2 separate regions of the Canis lupus genome follow, and region 2 is linked to region 1. The links are chromatin contacts, called in public Hi-C maps. All regions are on one chromosome and are shown on one strand. The core of a region is the stretch at or near the end of the contact, and the rest is flanking DNA. Distances in the headings are between cores, read along the strand shown. Region 1 has its middle 24 kb from the start of PPP5C. Region 2 holds the start of PGLYRP1 (peptidoglycan recognition protein 1).

Region 1 (4,185 bases), core at 932-3,431:
TTGGGTTTTTTTTTTTTGTTTTTTTGTTTTTAACTTTTTATTTGGTAACAATGTTAAACTGAACAAAAGCCCACCAGAGAAGTACAAAGAACACTTGTATACCTTTTACCTAGATTCACCAAGGAACAAAGCATTTCATTTCAGTTCCGTTTGCTTGACACACTCGGTGTGGGGCGCGCATGCACACACGCACACCAGTGTTTCCTGAGCCATTGGGAGAAAGTTGCAGAGCATAGGTCATAGCCCATTAGCCCTGTGTCCTCCAGTGTGTTTTTCCTGAGTAAGGATAACGTAACCGCTAGTCAGCCTCACAGTCATAGGATGTTTGTATTTACTTCCAGCCACCGTGTATATCAATTCATGTCAGTTGACCCAGGCATGCCCTAATTAAATTTAGTTGTCCTGTCCCCTTTGGTCTGCTTCAATCTGGAATGTTTCCTCACACTCTTTGTCTTTTATGACATTGACATTTGTGATGAATGTGATCCTTCCTTTTTAAAGAATGCTTATTTGGGGGGTTGGTCTGGTGTTTCTTCATGAGATTCTTGTGGACCTCTAACTGGAACAGCTTGTAAGGAATGTATTGGAAGCCCTCTGCTTGGGAAATAGGCTGCAAATAATAGTTTTTTCCTGGTCTTTCCTTTTTTATTTTTTAATTGTAAAAATTTACACAGAAGATAAAACTTATACTCTGTGTAAGTCTTAACCATATTTCAGTTTATATGCCAGTCTTTTCTCTTTAGACTTTGCTTGTGCCATGCAAAAGTCTATTTTGATGAAATCGAATGTATGGGTTTTTCTTTCATGGTCTCTGCATTGTGAGTCAGGGTTAGAACTCTATACCCAGGTTTCACAGAAATCCCGACAGGTTTTCTTTTCTTTTTCTTTTTTTGTTTTTTAAAGATTTTATTTATTTATTCATGAGAGACACACAGAAAGAGTGAGAGGCAGAGACACAGGCAGAGGGAGAAGCAGGCTCCATGCAGGGAGCCTGACGTGGGACTCGATCCCGGGTCTCCAGGACCAGAACTCGATCCTGGGTCTCCAAGATCAGGCCCTGGGCTAAAGGCGGCGCTAAACTGCTGAGCCACCCGGGCTGCCCCCGACAGGTTTTCTTCCCACGTTTGTGCAATTCCTTGTTTTCCATCTAGATCTCAGGTCTGTTTGGAGTTTGCTTATTCTTGTATGTGGGGTGTTATCTTTCCCTGAGTGGCTACCAGAGGAGTTTTTTAATGAAAAGAGAAACCACTTCAGGAGATGCTGGGAGGGGCAGCATCTCAGTAGTGTTTATGTCTTGACAAAAAAAGGAATTAAGGAAGTCAGGAGATATACCCCCAACAAGAACTAACACTAAACATCCACATGAAGGAGTTTGGGTGGAGGTGCAGGAAGGACAGGGAGAGGGACCTGTGAGGGGAAGGTCGCCATATGTCCGTAAGTTTTACAGGTACCAGTAGGGACGGATCTGTATGAACATAAGATTCAAGGCAGCTAATTGAACAACAGCAAAAACAACCAATGTCTAAATATAAGACTAAATACTAAAGGGAATTTGGCCAAGAGATGCCCGTGAAAACAGGTAATTAAGATGCAAGGTTACAGATGCTGGGATGGGGGCTCCCCCCACCCCCAGCCTTTAGAATTTAGGTCAGGGTCACCAAGCTGGGGCCATGAGAGGTGCACAGGGTGGCCGAGTGGGGAGACACTGAGGTCAGGTGTAGACACTGTGATGCATGGTCATGTCAGAAACCATTGGAAGTTCTTGGGATCTGAGCAGGAACAAATGTGGAGGTCATCAGAGTCTGGGCATGAATGAGGGGCCCCCGAGATACCCTGCTACCTGAGGAGGGCCTGTCGGAGTTGGGGACGGCTACACAGGAGAAGCTGGAGAACCAGAAGGGGGTCTCGGAAGCTTCCCTCCCCAACTGCTGTGATGGACCCAGGCAGCTGCCCCATTGGACAGAGCTGAGGCTCGGAAGTAGCTGGATCTGGGCCTCTCTTCCTTTGAAGCTACCTTTCCCTTCACGCCTCCCTCCACAACCCCACCCAGCCTGTCATTGGCATGTTTAGTCAGGTCCTGGGCCCAAAGTGGCCACCAGGCGAGGAGAGATTACCAGCCCCATTGCACAGGCTGGGGGCACCCACCTGTCGGGGGATGTCAGGTGCTTGGCAGCCAAAGTGACAGATGCCCACTGCTCCCTGACCACCACACGCACCTGTGGGTTCCTCTGCTTGTGACCCTCCTGTGGTTCCCATCTCTGTAAAAGCCAGATTCCTTCAAGACTCCTTGGTATTCTGGAACCTTCCAGGCACACCTGCCTTTGCATGTGTTCTAGCCTTTTCCATGTTGCTCCTTCTCACTTATTAAATACCTCCTGCCGGTCCTTCAGTCCCTGCTCAGAGAAGTCTGCCCAGAGTGCATGCACCATGTCACGTGGCACAGCACTCTTCCTCCACAGCGCACACCAGCTTCCAACACACTGTCCAGTGTTTGCTGCTCATGCTCATTGCTTGTGTCCCCAATAGAGTCCTGGCCTCCGAGGGCAGGGGCTTTCTCTGTCGTGTCCGCAGCTGTGTGTTCAGTGCTGTAAACAGCCCCCGGCATGGTGCGAGTGCTTGCAGTGTGCTTGCGAACCAGTCACTGCCTCCATTCATGCACCAGATTGCTGTCCTCATTCTGTCATGACCCGGCTTTTCCATGGTTTCTGTAAGAGGAGGAAACAGGTGAAGCCATTTGCCCTAGGGCACACAGCAGGGGGGTCAGGATTTGAGCCCCAGGCCTGCCTAAACCTGGAGTTAACATCCACAAGGCCCAAAGGGTGAGGGGAGCCAGCTTGAATTTGAATTTGAAAATGAACCTGGGTGGAAGCAGTGCAAGCCTGGTGGTGCCAGGAGGGGAGGGTGAGTGTCCACCTCAGGATGAATCGGGGCAGCTTTCAGGGTTCTGGGAGCTCGAGCTTCGCAGCCTATATTCTGAATTACAGTCGTGTAGGAACTGGAACCCTCCAACATTGCTGGGGGAATGTAAGGCGGTGCCACCCCTGTGGGTGTCAGTGGTTCCCGACATCCAGCAGCCCTCTCCCAGGTGACTTTTCAGAAGGAGTTAAGACGGGTGTTCAAACACTTGTACATGAATGTTCACAGCGGTGCTGTTCACAGTTGCCAAAAGGCCAACCCAAACGAATGTCCATCAGCAGGTGGGTGGAGGGGTAAGCAAAATGTGGCAGATCTAGACAGTAGTAGGATTCCAGTAATACGAAATGCGCAGGAGGGCACATCTGTGGAGACGGAAAGCAGATTAGTGGTGGCCAGGCTTGTGGGAGGGGAAGGGACAGTGGGGACTTTTTTTTTTTTTTTTTAAGGATTTTATTTATTCATCAGAGAGGCAGAGACACAGGGAGAGGGAAAAGCAGGTTCTCCATGGGGAGCCCAGTGTGGGACTCGATCTCTGGACCCTGGGATCACGACCTGAGCCAAAGGCAGACACTCAACCACTAAGCCACCCAGGGGGACGGGGTTTCTTCAGGGCGATAGGGATGCTTTGGAAATAGTGGTCTGTAATAGTTGTACAACACTGGGAATGTACTAAATGCACTCAAATTGTGCACTTCAAAATGGCTGAAATGGTAAATTTTGTGTGTATTTTTACTGCAATATAAAACAAACACATGGGGCCACCATTCGCTAAAAACCCGAAACAGGCATGCACTTAGAAAAACAGGGATGTGGGATGTTGCGGAGCGGGGAAGGAAGTCCAGCGGCTCAGCGGTGCTGAGAGGGGATGCCACTCCCCTGTCCTCGCAGAGACCCCGGCTGGGACAGCAACCTGGCCAGAACTGGGGCTCTCTCCCAGCTCGCCCAGTCCTCCCTGAGAGAAGACCTTCAAGGGGCATCTGCACCCATGCTGTCTGCCAGTGGAGACCTTAACGGGCAACTCTGAGAGAGTAACTGCACTGGGAGCGCCTGGCTGGCTCAGTTGTGGAGCATTCGATTCTTGACCTCAAAGTCGTGAGTTCAAGCCCCATGATGGGAGTGGAGCGTACTTTTAAAAAAACAGGTAATTGCTCTATGCCTGGTTCTGTCCTAAGTACTTTACCTGTATTAACATTTCATTCTTGGGGCACCTGGCTGGCTCAGATGGTTAAGTGTTTGCTGTTGGCTTAGTTCATGATCCTGGGGTCCTGG
Region 2 (4,185 bases), core at 597-3,096, 170 kb before region 1:
GGGAGATCCAGAACGCTGGGATCAGACTCTAAATCCTAAAATCTAAGAAACAGACTTTCAGTTGGCTTTTCCATAAGGCAGTTTAAGCCAGAAGCTGGGGAGCCAAGCTTTGTCTTCACTACCTCATGGAAACACTTAAAATCGGAGCACCTGAGTCTCAGAGACAAAACTGGGAAGTTCGAGCCTTTGAACCGCAAAAGCTCGAGCCAGAAGAGCTGGGGATTCCCTCCGAGGCCTCTATAGTTCCACTGAGGTCCTCCGATTCCCAGCCCTATTCGAAGCTGTCTGTAAGGGTGGAACCTGGGAACCTGGATTTCCAGCACGGTGACTGGTGCTTACCAAGGTCTGAGAACCTGTAGGTTCAGAGTTCACTCGCTGCGGAGGCCCTTGTGTGGGACCTGGGCCTGTTACCCAGGAAAGGGATATGGGGGGTAGGGCCCCCAGATGCAGATCTAAGCAGTCCTTTGTTTCTGCCACCATCCATTTACAGTCTGTTCTGTCCCTGGCAGCCAGAGGGAGCTGCTCCCACCCAGCAGGCTCACATCCCTCCCATGGCTCTCGTCTTCTGACCCCGTGACCGCTAAGGCCCTGTGCCATCTGGCTCTGTGGAGCTGGTCCTGTTCATCCAGCTCCCAGCTCCCTCCAGCCATCCTGGCCTCTGTCCTTGAGATGTGACCCTCTCACTTGGCCTCAGCGCCTTTACCCCTGTTGGACCTCCAACTTACCTCTCTTCCCGCAGCCCTCCATCCATCCCATCTGAATTCATCTGGTTGCTTTTGCTTGTTTCCCATCTATTCCTCCCTGTTGGTCTTTAAATCCCATTGGGCCAGATTCCTACAGCTCATGTGTTTCCTCCCCATCCCAGCACTGGGGCAGGGCAGGGCCTGGCACACGGTAAGTGCCTGAAGGCAAGAGGCCATGAACTTGGGGTTTCCCATTGCATGCTAGTCCGTGTCCTAAGTGCTTTGCATGTGTTATTGGCTGATTTAGTGACCCAGTGGAGGGCCACAAGCTGACTCTGCAGAGGAGGGAAAGGAAACCAAAGTGAGGAGAGCAACAAGCAGAGCTGAGACTGGACCCTGCCCTGGACCACCTCCCCGCCACCTGTACCCTTCCCCTCACCTCCCCACCCCGCGCTTACCGCCCCCCCCACCTGTACCCTTCCCCCCACCTCCCCACCCCGCATGTAACCAGCCTGCTTGTCTGCCTCCCAGCAGAGGCAGCAGACTTTATGAAGGGACTCCACTGTAGAGGACACTTTCTTTTGTGTTGGCAAAATCTGTACCTGCCTCTGGGGAGCAGAGCTTGGATTTAAGCCTTATCCCTTCCTGCTAGTACCAGTCTGCTGCCCGCACATACGCAGTGCTGTGTGCCCGCGGTTGGGGGCAGGGGGCTGTCAGCCAGGTGGCCCTAGGGCTGCCTGGGCTCCCTGGAGCTGCACACCTTTCCTTACACCTGCCACACCCCCCACCCCCGCCTCGGCTCCCTCAGCACTCACTTGTAGCCTACATCACACCAGTTGAGTGACTTCGTGTGGTAGCTGTGCACGTTCTGCACCTGCATCAGGCACAAGGCCGGGCTGTTGCAGTGGCTGCCAGCTGTATGCGACACCACCACGTTGCGCACCGGCAGTTGTAGCTTCTCGGTGCATCTGGACACCGGGGCCCTCCACTCTCTCCGGGGCACGATGGGGCAGCAGGAGTTTAAGGGGGCTTCTCCAGGCACTCCGAGTCCGAGTCCGAGAAGAGCGAGGAGAGCCCAGGTGAGCAGCACACCGGGGGTGGACATGGCAGGCGAGGCACGCAGGGATGGATAGGAGTTCGTGGCTGGCTGGGCTGCCTTTATCCCCTGGGGCCTGGCATGGGAGGGGAGGGCCTTGCTTCACAGCCCAGCAGGACGGGCGGGTCACACTGAACTCCAGATTCCACTTCCTTCTCTAGCAAGACCGCAACAGGATGTGGTGTGGTGAAGTGAGGAAGTGGGGAGCCTGCGGCAAACCCAGGGGCCTCTCTTCTAGCTGAGAGTCAGGGTGGGGAGGGGTGCATGGGACCCGGCCACTAACCCTGCGGTTTCTGGAAGAGCAAGGGCCTGGCTCCCTGCCAGGCTTTGTCTCTCCTCTTAGTGGGGCTTTGGACAACTCACCAGGATCACTGCCTCCCCCCCCCCCCACTCCCACTCATCTCTCTTCCTCCTGGAGGCACCAGGGTAACAGGCTCTTCTCTCTCTTTTTTAAATTGAAGGATAATTAACATACAATTGTATTTAGTTTCAGGTGTATAACAGTGATTTGACAGCTTTGTACATTAGTGCTCACCTTGTTAAGTGTGACCCCCATCTGTCACCAAGCAATGCAATAGCAGTTCTGTTGACTACATTCCCCATGCTGTACTTCTCTGTGACTTGTTTTATAACTAGAAGTTTGTACCTCTTAATCCCCTTTATCTACTTCACCCACCTCTCCACCCCCACCACTTCGCCTCCTGCCAGTTTGGTCTCTGTATTTAAGAATCCAAAGCTCCCATTTTGAAAACACTTCTCCCAGGCCCAAGCCCACGGTCATGTAACCCCTGCAGCAAACTGCAGATGTTGAGTGGTGGGAAGCCCGTTTCACACTTGAGGACACTGGTGTGGGGAGAGGGGAAGTCTCCTTGGTGAGACAGGGGGACATAGGAGAGCCTGGTGGTCCACAGCCTGGATTCAGAGCCAGGCTGCCTGCATTTGAATTCTGGCCACATTCCAGTGTCTGATCTCCTGCAAGTGAGGTTTCGGTACCTCAGTTTTCCCTACCTACAAAACAGGGATAATAATGTAAAGTACCTGACTCATAAGGTTGATGTGAATTAAGGAATTATGTGGATTGATAAGGGTCAGGCCCTTACGAGATGTCTGGCCCATAATGCCACACAAGGGCCACTGGGACTCAAACTCAAATCTGTCCTTGGTAGCAAGTAACAGGTTTTGCATTGGGTGACACTGGCAGCTCCATTCTGCGCCTGAGGGACTCTCCGGTCCAGGGCCACTCAGTGGCTTGAGATCACCGGTTGGGGTAGAAGACTCTCCTGGGGCCTCTGCCCTGCCTAAGCCCTCTTTCCCATTCCTTCCTAGCAGCTGGTGAGTTGAGGGCAGACCCCTTCCTTTTCTCTAACTCCTTTCTTCCCACTTTAGTGAATTTTAAAAAAATTACAAAAGTAATACATGCTAGCTGTAACAAGTTGGACTGATAAAAAATGCAAATCCCCTGTGCCCCAGTCCCCTCCAGCTCAAGCTCACTAATAACAGCTTACTAAAAACAGTGTGGTATGTTTTCTTGTACTCTGTTGCCCGTGCTCTGGAGGTCATGCTCACATCTGTGATACAGAATAGCATACCAGGCATCACTGAGCACTTTTTTAAAAAATATTTATTTATTTGAGAGAGAGAGAATGAGCTGGGCATGAACAGGGGGAGGAGTAGAGGGTGAAGCAGACTCTCTGTTGAGCAGGGAGTCTGATGCACGACTTGATCCCAGGACGCTGGGATCATGACCTGAACCAAAGGCTTAACCATCTGAGCCATCCAGGCTTCCATCGCTAAACATGTTTCATGAATTCTCTCAGCACATGCTTTCAACAGGTCTGAGAGATAGCTATTATTATTAACCCCTTTTATAGTCAAGAAAACTGAGGCCCAGAGAGATGATCACATATGGGGAGAAGATAGTGATGCTGGAGTTTAGCCACAGGCTTCCAGGACCCCAGAGATGGAGTTCCTAAACCATATTCCACTTCCTACAAACATATGTAAGACACTATATGTAGTTTTTAATTTTGTTAAGTTACTATTTTATTATCTTTTTAAAGATTTATTTATATTCATTTTTTAAAAAGATTTTTATTTGACAGAGAGCACAAGGGGGGGGGGTGTGGAGCAGCAGGCAGAGGGAGAGGGAGAAGCAGACTCCTCACTGAGCAGGGAGCTGGATGCAGGGTTAAACCCCAGGACCGTGGGATCATGACCTGAGCTGAAGGCAGACGCTTAACCAACTGAGCCACTCAGGTACACCAAGATTTTATTTTTAAGTAATCTCTACAGCCAACGTGGGGCTCGAACTCACAACCCTGAGATCAAGAGTCGAATGTTCTGATTGAGCTAGCCAGGCACCCCTATATTTTTTAAATAACAAAATCAAATCATGTGCATTAGTCT

The links. A called contact is a pair of places that touch in the nucleus more often than the background predicts.
Region 2: a Hi-C map of skin fibroblasts shows a contact between it and region 1, with 1.8 times the contacts expected there. The contact joins the promoter of PGLYRP1 here to the enhancer-like site in region 1. A contact is called at or near these places in 3 of 9 Hi-C or Micro-C datasets (amygdala, blood and skin fibroblasts).

What each region holds. Positions count from the first base shown.
Region 1 is chr1:110,153,542-110,157,726 of UU_Cfam_GSD_1.0, reverse strand. No RefSeq gene overlaps it. Among named protein-coding and RNA genes, the nearest start is that of PPP5C, 24 kb to the left of the region's middle. Within about 2 kb of position 2,181, at least 2 of the 20 cell types and tissues checked have an H3K27ac peak or open chromatin away from gene starts, as enhancers often do.
Region 2 is chr1:110,322,281-110,326,465 of UU_Cfam_GSD_1.0, reverse strand. PGLYRP1 (peptidoglycan recognition protein 1) reads right to left here and starts at 1,846. Exons shown (of 3, transcript XM_038528523.1): 1 at 1,499-1,846. The coding sequence starts at 1,788. It overlaps CCDC61 (centrosomal protein CCDC61), which reads left to right. Exons shown (of 15, transcript XR_005354562.1): 15 at 1-1,120.